2 separate regions of the Capsicum annuum genome follow, and region 1 is linked to region 2. A link is a contact called in public Hi-C data. All regions are on one chromosome and are shown on one strand. The core of a region is the stretch at or near the end of the contact, and the rest is flanking DNA. Distances in the headings are between cores, read along the strand shown.

Region 1 (5,505 bases), core at 2,636-5,135, 35 kb after region 2:
AATTCAGAAAAAAACTTGATCATTATAATCTTATAGTGAGATATTGTTATAAAATTCGATTTTCATTGAAAGATTTTGTATTTTATTTTGATTTCTTTACTTTTGCTATTTTCTCGAGCCGAGAATCAATTGTAAGTAACTTCTATCTCCCAAGGTAGTGATAGGGTTTGTACTCGATATCTTCATCAGAGTGAAGTTACGTTGAGTATATTCTAATCGTAGTTGACAGGTTATATTTATCATTTGCAAAACTATGTTGGATATATTATTATCGTATTTGATAGTTTATATTTATCACTTGTGAATCTACGTTGAGTATATTATTATTGTAATTGACACTTTATATCTATCACTTGTGAAACTACGTTGATTATCATAATTGACGGTTTATATTATTATCACTTGTGAAACTATGTTGAGTATATTCTAGTCGTAGTTACCAATTTATATTTATCCCTTGTAAAATTATATTGAGTATATTATTATTGTAATTGATGGTCTATATTTATCATTTGTGAAATTACATTGAGTATATTATTATCGTACGTATTTGACAGTTTATATTTATCGCTTGTGAAACTATATTGACTATTATCATATTTGATAGTTTATTTTTAATTTATCACTTGTAAAATTACGTAAAATATATTATTATCGTAATTGACAGTTTATATTTATCGTGCGGCGTACATGTTATGTATGAAATTAATTAACTAGGACGGTTTGACCTATACAATATTCACATTTTTCAAAATAATATTCTTCCATATAATTAATCGACGTACTAGGCGCTAATTACGTGATTTAAATAATATAATAATCTCTAACTTTCATGCAAAACAAATGTAACATGGTCTACTTTGAAGATATATATATATATATATATGTGGATTTTTATTTCGAGTCAAATGAATCTAACTATTTATGTTTTTCTAAGTCAAACCACTCTATAATGTTATTATTTGTTTGAATTATTTTTAATTGTTATAAAAAGATTGATTTCGTGTGGGGAAGGAAAAGGTTTTACATATTTTTTTTAATGTTTGGTGATTAGTTAACAGAAAATATTATTTCAAAAATCTTTATATATAATTTAAATAAATATTATGAAATGAGATTGGTAGTCGGTGGCGAAGGGGTATGAGGGTAAAGTGAGAAGGTTAGGGGCGGGGATTGGATCCGCGGGGAAGAGAATCAACGTTGAATCCTTTGTTTATTTTATACGATGATGTTTGATCGAACATAAAAAATTTTAAAAAATAATATTTTTAGGAACTTATGGCATTCTTTGTAAGTGTGTTATGACATTTGTATCGTTGTATGACTACAAATTATGTCATTTAGCATCAAATAAAAAAACTAAATTATTTTCAAATATAAAAATATTTAATCCTTTCTAAAACAAGCTAAGAAAGAAATGTTACATAAAATAAAAGATATTGAGTATTTGTAATATGTCGATCAACACTGAGATGGTACTTACGGGTTGGTCAGGGACATGCTTCGATTAATCTTTCAATGCCTATAAATAACATATGATTGGATACTTGAATCAAAATTTAGACACTGACAAGTAAAATAGTGCTATATAAATAAAATGATATTAAGTATTTATAATATGTCAATCAACAGTGGGATGCTACTTACGAGCTGGTCAGGGACATGTTCCGATCAATCAAATCTTTCAGCGCCTATAACTAAGTAACATAAGATTGGATACTTGGATCAAAATTTAGACATTGACATATAAAATAGTGCTATATAAAATAAAGTATATTGCGTATTTATAATATGTCGACCAGTAGGGACATGTTCCAATCAATCAATCTTTCAACGCCAATAAGTAACATAATATTGGATACTTGGATCAAAATTTAGACATTGACATGTAAAATAGTGCTACATAAAATATAGCATATTGAATATTTATAATATGTCGACTAGCAATGAAATGCCACTTACGAGCTGATCAGGGACATGTTCCGATCATTCAATCTTTCAATGCTAATAAGTAACATAAGATTGGATACTTGGATCAAAATTTAGACATTGATACGTAAAATAGTGCAACATAAAATAAAGCATATTAAGTATTTATATATAATATGTCGACTAGCAGTAGGATGCTACTTATGAGCTGATTAGAGACATGTTTCGCTCAATTTTTCAATGCCTACAAGTAAGTAACATAATATTGGATACTTGGATCAGAATTTAGACATTGACATGTAAAATAGTGCTGCATAAAATAAAGCATATTGAATATTTATAATATGTCGATCAACAATGAAATGCCATTTACGAGCTGGTCAGGGACATATTCCGATCAATCAATCTTTCAATGTCGATAAGCAAGTAACATAATATTGGATACTTGGATCAAAATTTAGATAGTGACATGTAAAATAGTGCTACATAAAATAAAGCATATTGAGTATTTATAATATATCGACCAACAATGGAATGCCACTTACGAGCTGGTCCGAAACATATTCCGATCAATCAATCTTTCAATGCTAATAAGTAAGTAACATAATATTGGATACTTGGATCAAAATTTAGATAGTGACACGTAAAATAGTGCTACATAAAATAAATCATATTGAGTATTTATAACATGTCGACCAACAGTAAGATGCCACTTACGAGCTGGTCAGGGACATATTTCGATCAATCAATCTCTCAATGCCAATAAGTAACATAAGATTGGATACTTGGATTAAAATTTAGACATTGACATATAAAACAGTGCTACATAAACTAAAACATATTGAGTATTTATAATATGTCGACCAGTAGTGGAATGCTACTTACGAGCTAGTCCAGAACATGTTCCGATCAATCAAATTTTTTAATGCCTATAAGTAAGTAACATAAGATTGAATACTTCGATCAAAATTTAGACATTGACATGTAAAAGCTACATAAAATAAAGCATATTGAATATTTATGATATGTCGACCAGCAATGAAATGCCACTTACGAGTTGGTCAGGAACAAATTTCGATCAATCAATCTTTCAATGTCAATAAGTAAGTAACATAATATTGGATACTTGGATCAAAATTTAGACATTGACATGTATATAATAGATTCAAGAAACATACATGTGGGAATGGTAGGTATATAGTGATTTCAAGATATTGACATTTTGTAGTAAAATTGCTATACTTTTCTAGGTTCATGAAGAAATTAATGCAAATTGCAGCTTTCTCAAAAGACTTCTTTAATATTTTTTTTCATAAGTAGTTGAAATGTCATCCTATCAATATCATAGGAATCCATTTAGGGGTTGAAATTAATTGTTGCCCTATGAAAAATATAGCCACCTTTCAATTATGTACCTCATTTTTCAATGGATGGTCCATAGTTTTTTGTTTCTATTAAGGGTGTGTTTGGTATATGAAGGAAAATATTTTCTTGATTTTTTTAATTTATTTTTGACATTCGATAAGTAAACAAAAAGTACTATCTCTTATATGTTTATATACAATTTAGAGCGAAGCATCTGGCACCCCTCTGAATTATGACCAAATTTGTTACGACACATTTCAATTTTATCGGAGTCCTATTATCCCCTGAACTCAATTTTAGCGTATTTTTATCACCCTTTTATGCTGGTGTGATGCTTTTTGTCAATCTTTTTAGCTGACATGACACCTTTAACGTAGATCTCATTTTATGTAATAAAGATGTTACATCAGCACAAAAAAGCGATAAAGTGTGCTAAAATTGAGTTTAGGGGGTAATAGGACCCTTGTAAAGTTGGAATATATTGTAGCAACTTTGATCATAATTCAAGGGGATATTGAAGAGGGTGAAAGTAGGGGTGATGGGATGACAGATGGAGGGTGGGGGCAGGGTCGATTCGAGGTGGGGTAAGGGGTGGGGAGTGGTTGTTAGGGTATAGCCCGCTGAGGGGATAGAGTGTTGTGAGAGGCAGACAACCAACACAGAATGCCACTCGTAAAAATTATTTTTCCTACAATCCCTATACAAGGAATGTTGCTTTCTTGATTTTTACGTTACGAACTTATTTTCTTTGAGATGATAAATTTCAAAATATTTTAACTAACCGAACACGAAAAACTTGAAAATATCTTCCTTTCCTACCAAACACATCCTAAATGGTCCATAGTTCAAACCCTACTACCCTAGCTTGTAGCCAAGGCATGAGGGCAGTCTTTCATCTTGTCTAGTTAAGATTAGCAATTTTTGTTGTCAATTTCTAAGCCTTTATTATTAAATGGTCCATGAGGAATTAATGACAATGCAACACAACTTTAAGTGCAATTTTTTTATCTAATCAAATGTCATTATCATGATTAAGACTTGTTAATTGATGTACACATGTTTTAATCATTAAATATTGAAAATTTATGATCATTTGGACCTAGGTGAATTTTTGGGTGAAATAGAGGTGTGCTTTAGATATTTTCAGCTAACCAACTAAAATTGTTAAAATCCCTTTTTTTCAATAATATTTGTTTAGTTTGAAAAATCAATCGATAATTTGTCTATTTTTGCCTATTTCATCCTTGGTATTAACTACTTTTCATAACTTGATGCATTTTTTAAAAGATTAAATTTATTATATTCAAAAGATAATATAGTGAAATTATCCTTATTATTTATTGCTTTTTAAGATGTGTGTCAAGTCAAAAATAGACAAATAAAGATGAACGAAGAGAGTATTTATTTAGTTGAATATGATGTGTGCCAAGTCAAAAATAGTAAGGACTTGTAAAGTATTGAAAAATAGTCTATCTTTGGAGTAACTGATAAAATTGTTGTCATGTGATCCGGAGGTCACGGGTTCAAGCTATAGAATCAGCCTCCGATAGAAATACAAGGTAATTAAGACTGCTTATAATAAACACTTGTGGATCAGGGGCGAAGCCACCTTTAGCTCAGGGGGTTCATCTATCCGAAATCCCTTCAACGAAAAATTATACTATTTATACATGATTAAAATTATCTTTTATGTATATATAGTTAACATTGAACCCCTTCGGCTAGTTTGTATGTTTACTTTGAACCCCTTAGTAAAAATTCTAATTCCACACTGCGAACCCTTCGTATAGTGAGAGTTTAATGCACCGTACTGCCCTTTCTTTTGAATATATGCATCTAAAAATGGCTATTAATAGGCTAAGTTAGGTTGAATTAGAGAAGTTATGCTTAATAGGCTTAAGTGTATGTTTAGAGCAATTTAATGGGCTAATTAGTGAACATAATTTCTTGATAATGGGCCATTTTGAAGTTTAGGCCACTAAGTATTCCTCAAATTGGGTTTGAGCAATCAATTTCCACTGACAATTACAAATAAATTTGAAGAAATTAATTAAGGTTGAATTACTAAAAATTTTACCCAAACTAGATATCTCAATCCACATATTTTTTTTTAAAGAAAAAATTACACAAGATAGCAAGATTATGTAATTTTTATAGCATATATACAATATATATATATATAAAGAGAGAGATGTTTTTGTGTATCTAATA
Region 2 (5,498 bases), core at 766-3,265:
ATTGATTTGAACAAAAAAAAAAATGGACGAAAAGAGAGATCTTGACAGAGTGGGGGTTAGGGGGTTAGGGGGAGATGCTGATAGGGTGAGGGTGTTGGACGGAGGGTGGGGGCGCTGAATGGGGGTGGGGGTGGAGGGGAGCTACTGGACGTCGGGGAGGGGGGAGGGTAATAAATTAAATAAAAAGAAAAAATTTATTAAAATAAAAATACGAAATTAAATACGTTTAACACGTGGCAGCACCAGATTGGTGCGTATGTTCAATCTCTTTGTTGTGACTGAAATTCAGCGAAAAATGATGTATTTGCAATGAATTAAGTAAGAATCATGGGGTAATAGGTCGAATTCAAAGTTTAGGTGTCTTTTTTAAAATCCCGACCAATATCAAGAGGGTAATTATGTATTTACTCTAAAAAAATTAAGATGTATTTTATCGTACAAAAAAAATTAACGAGTGATACATATATGTACTATCGTGCACAATATGTATCTTTAACACTACTAATATGTATATTTGGTATGCTTATATCAGGAAAACTAAAACGTCAAAAGATACATATATATATTATGTATCTCAAAATGCTAATGTCAAAGACATATGCTTCTGCACAACATGTAATCATACAACATGTATTTGGTGAGATGTAAAACTTAATAATTTCTAAAAGATACAAATTAATACAATCAAATATTAGATGAGATACATATTATCACAAATAGATACAAGAATTTAAAATAACTTTACAACATTTTATGAGAAATGAATAGCTTTACACCCATATCATTACGGATAAGCAAGGGAGATGAGTTTCGATCAACAACGTATCGGATTTTCAAATCTTTTTCATGTTTCGTCGATTTCAAGTTCTACAACAATGGCCGAAATCAACTCTTATAGCTCTCGTACTTGACATCACAAACCCAAACACCGGAATGACGTTATGACACAAAAACATTCATTGCAAATAGTTCAAAAAGGAATAATTAACACGAAAAAAATGAAAAGAAAGGACGAATCTGCAAGTACGTCAAACAAAATAAAAAACAACAAAAATTATAGGAGTTGTTTTATATTGAAATTGATAATGGAAGAAATTTTGTTTAAAAATATGGAATAAGAAATCAAAACATGTTTTTGTGGGATTTTATTGAGCCTTTACCATTATAAATTAGATTAATTGCTACATTAATGAAAATTTAACCGTTACATTTTTGAATTTAAATAAATTAGTTTATTAATTACATGTATCTGTAGGATGTATCTAACATTACTTAAATGTATCTTCAACAACTAAAAAGTGGGATTTTATGAAATTGAATAAAAAATTAGAATTTTAGGTTAATAATGATAAACATGCAGGGATATAGGTAAATTATACATTTTTAAATTCTTAATTGTTTAGTATTTCTGAGCCGGGGGTCTATCGGAAACAGCCTTTCTACTTCATCAGAGGTAGAGGTATGGACTGCGTACATTTTACCCCCCCAGACCCCACTAGATGGGAATACACTGAATTTGTTGTTGTTATTGTAATTGTTTAGTATTTCAATCTTAATATAATATTCTAATATTCAGTTTCAGACATCTAAATTTTAATATTTAAATATATGAGAGGTCCCAATCGTAATACAAACAAATAAACTTAGTCTTTGAAGCTAATGTGTTTTCCCTCTCATATATTATACGGCCATTAATTACTTATTAGTAACATCATTATCAATTGTCATAATAATTAGCACAAATCAATGTTACAACATATGTGAAGAGTCCTAGTAATTAAAACTTGCTTTAAATGACCAAACATTAACTATTTTAATGAATAGACATTCATAAACACAATAAAAATAATAAACACAAAGTTTTATATTAATTCATTGAACTTTTCGTAAATTAATAATGCATTTTTAGTACATTTATTCACTTCTCATGGAAAAAATTTATAGGCATAGAGGTATCTTTCTTTTAAGGTAATATTCCTTTCGTTTGGCCATAAGAATTGTGAATCGAGGCAAATTTAGGGTATCGAGATAAGATTTTTGCAATTTTAGTAATTTTGCACGGTCTATATTTATATATACGATTTGAGAACTCATTGATAAAACGTGTTGCTGGTCCAATGATAAAAAAGAAATCTTTTAAGATTTGTTTTATTCGAGTCCGATCCCTTTGGTAACCATTGTAGGCCCTTATTTTGTCTCGTTTAATTATTAAATTTGAGATCGATGAGAACTTATAAACTTAATCTTGAATTCGCCTCTGAATTGGGAGACGAATACTACTTGGAGCTGTTCTTGGATTGTTGTGAGTGATATAGATTTTAGAATGAAAATTGTGAAAAGAATTCTTTTTAGAGTTTTTTGAATTTCAGAAAATTATAACAGTTTTATGTTTAGATAAAAAATTTGAAATAATATTCAAAACAGGCTCTAATTAAAATGGAAAGATTAATCCTATATTAAGATATAAAACCTTTAATTTTTCTTATCAAAAATAAAGGAACTTAACATCATTTACATTCAAGATAGTTTTTCAAAATAATATTCCAAACATGCACTAATTGAAATGGAAAGATTAATCCTATATTAAGATATAAAACCTTTAATTTTTCTTATGAAAGATAAAGGCACTTAACATCATTTACATTCAAGATAGTTTTCAAAACAATATTCCAAACGTGCACTAATTAAATTAGAAAGATTAATCCTATGTCAAGATATAAAACCTTTAATTTTTCTTAGGAAAAATAAAGGCACTTACATCATTTACATTCATGTTAATTAACTCTTTTTCTAGTAAAAGACAAGTGCAACTTTTTTTAAAGAAATAAAAAACATTTTTTTTTTTTGGGGGGGGGGGGGTGGTTCTTTTATGTAGACTAGAAAAAACAAAATATACTTGTACCACTAAATCAATGGAAATGAATTAATAGATGTATCTATTAAAAGTTTTAAATAGTGATGGTGTAAAATAAAACATTTATATATCAAATAAAAATTTATTTAAGTAAATAATTACACGTAAATCCATTGATAATATGTCCAGTGTAATCTCATGACAGGGGCGGCTCAATGATATTTATGACCTAAAGTCAAAATTTATAAGAGGCCATAGGTTTTTCTAGAATAAAAACACTATAATAATAAGTTAAAACAATAAACTTGCTTTGGGAAGTATAATATTATTCTACTGATTGAATTTGCTAACTGCAGTATTTTGAAAAAAAAATTGAAGGAATGTGTAATTTAATTTTTCGATGTCACTGGGACATTTTTTGGAGAATAGTACAAATTTTATTACGAGAAAGATTAAAAGAAGAGAATATCATTAATATGAAATTAAATTATCTAACTGTAATCATTAATCACATAATTAATAAGTACTTTTCTTTCCTATATAGACTTTGTTCTTTATTTTCTTTTTTAAGAAAGCAAATATACTTTAAAATAACAAAAAATCTAACATTAATTAAAAAACAACAATGAAAAAAAAAAAAAAAATGGGGCCCCAAAATGTGTGAGGCCTAAAGCCTATGCTTTAGTGGCTTTGGCCTCCGGCCGGCCTTATCTCATAAGTGGCTCCTATCTTTCTTAATTAGAAAATTATTTTTGATATATCCTCAGCACAACAACGCATTACCATAACAGGCTAAAAAAAAAAAAAAAAAACGACAATAGAGTGAACAGAAATTAACTTATAATTATAGATTAAAATTTACTAATAATGTAAAAAAAAAAAAAATTGCTAAGATATGAAACTTTAAACCTAATGGGAACCCATTCTCTGATTCAATTTATTGATCTCATCAATATCATATGCAAAGTGTCAGTAATTTTTATTTTTATTTTTTTTTAAAAAAGCATCAAATTAAATTTACTCTTCCCTATATGAAAATGGGAAATAACTAAATTATTTATTTACAGGTCATAAAGTTCATGTTATGATAGACTAAAAATAAAGTTAATCTCATGAAACATTGATATTCATTACATGTACAAGCCGTATTTACAATTTTTACACTATCAATTAATTTTACTAATATTCATTTTATGAATTTATGTGTAATTATCTTTTAAATAATTAAATTGCGTAAAGATTCTTTGTTGTAATTAAGTCGACAAAAATTTAAATTCATATTGCTACCATAAACAAAGGAAAGTCTTGGATTAACTATTTAAAAAAAAAAAAAAAAAAAAAAAAACTTATAATGTAGCTTGGTCAAATTGTTTAAATGTATATCTATAAATTTACTTTCATTTCAACTATATAGATCATGAATTTAAATTGTAAAATTAATCATTGGTACTTGCGTTAAGATAGGTTGCTTAAACTACAACCTTTGGAACTCGATCACTTCAAGGAACATGTACGCATGAACATAGAATCAGTCATTGATACTTACGACAACTTATTTACTTTACTTTTTTCTGAATTCTGTTAATAATAATAATTGATGTTAATTTGCATCAAGATAGCCTAATTAAACTAACAATCCTTTAGGACTTGTCTTTTCACGAAACATATATGAACATGTATTCAGTTACTTATACTTACGTCAACCTATTTACTTCTTTTTTAGTATTTTTTTAGAATCAGTCACTGATAATTTCAATAACTTACTTATTTTCTTTTCTCTGAATTATGTTAATAATAAAAACGGAAAAGATACAAATATATCTCTGAATTTCGATAAATGGTACAAATATACCTTTCATCATGTTTTAGGTACAAATATACCTTTGTTGTTAATGAAAAGGTACATATACACCCCTAAATTTTGATAAATGGTACAGATATATCCTTCGTCATACTTTAGGTACAAATATATCCTTGTGTTAATGAAAAGGTACATATATACCCTTCTCACTAACGGCAGAACACGTGTCACAATCCTGTTCATTTGGCCTTTTTAAATTTAATTTATCCCAGTCCCACCCTAAAATAATTCTAATTTAACTCATAACCGATCCAATAATACCCAAACCCAACCTGATCTAATAGAAAGAGAAAGAGAGAATGAATATATGTGAATAAAGATGCATCTTGAAGATTCTATTAGACTGTGTCGGATTTGAGTTATTATTTGAATCGATTTGTGGGTCAAATTAGAATTATTTTCGGGTAGGGTGAGGATAAATTAGATTAAAAAGGAAAAAATGACAAGATTGTGACACGTGTTCTTCCATTAGTGAGAATGGTATATATGTACCTTTTCATTAACGACAACAGTATCTTTGTACCTAAAGTATGACAGAGGGTATATCTGTATCATTTATCAAAATTCAGGGATATATATATACCTTTTCATTAAAGTTCGGGGGTATATTCATATCTTTTCCCAAAAAAATGATGCTTGCATCATGATAGGCTAATTAAACTGACAATTTTTTAGGACAGGTATTTTCATGAAACACATATGAACGTAGATTCAGTCACTTATACTTACATCAAACTATTTACTTCTTTTTTAGTATTTTAATTATGTTAATAATAAAAATCA

What was found. A called contact is a pair of places that touch in the nucleus more often than the background predicts.
Region 1: a contact with region 2 is called in a Hi-C map of placenta, with 7 times the contacts expected there. The contact joins two enhancer-like sites. A contact is called at or near these places in 3 of 5 Hi-C or Micro-C datasets (leaf and placenta).

Annotation. Positions count from the first base shown.
Region 1 is chr9:215,528,591-215,534,095 of UCD10Xv1.1, forward strand. No RefSeq gene overlaps it. Among protein-coding and RNA genes, the nearest start is that of LOC107840986, 22 kb to the left of the region's middle. Within about 2 kb of position 3,886, at least 2 of the 5 cell types and tissues checked have an H3K27ac peak or open chromatin away from gene starts, as enhancers often do.
Region 2 is chr9:215,495,791-215,501,288 of UCD10Xv1.1, forward strand. No RefSeq gene overlaps it. Among protein-coding and RNA genes, the nearest start is that of LOC107840986, 11 kb to the right of the region's middle. Within about 2 kb of position 2,016, at least 1 of the 5 cell types and tissues checked has an H3K27ac peak or open chromatin away from gene starts, as enhancers often do.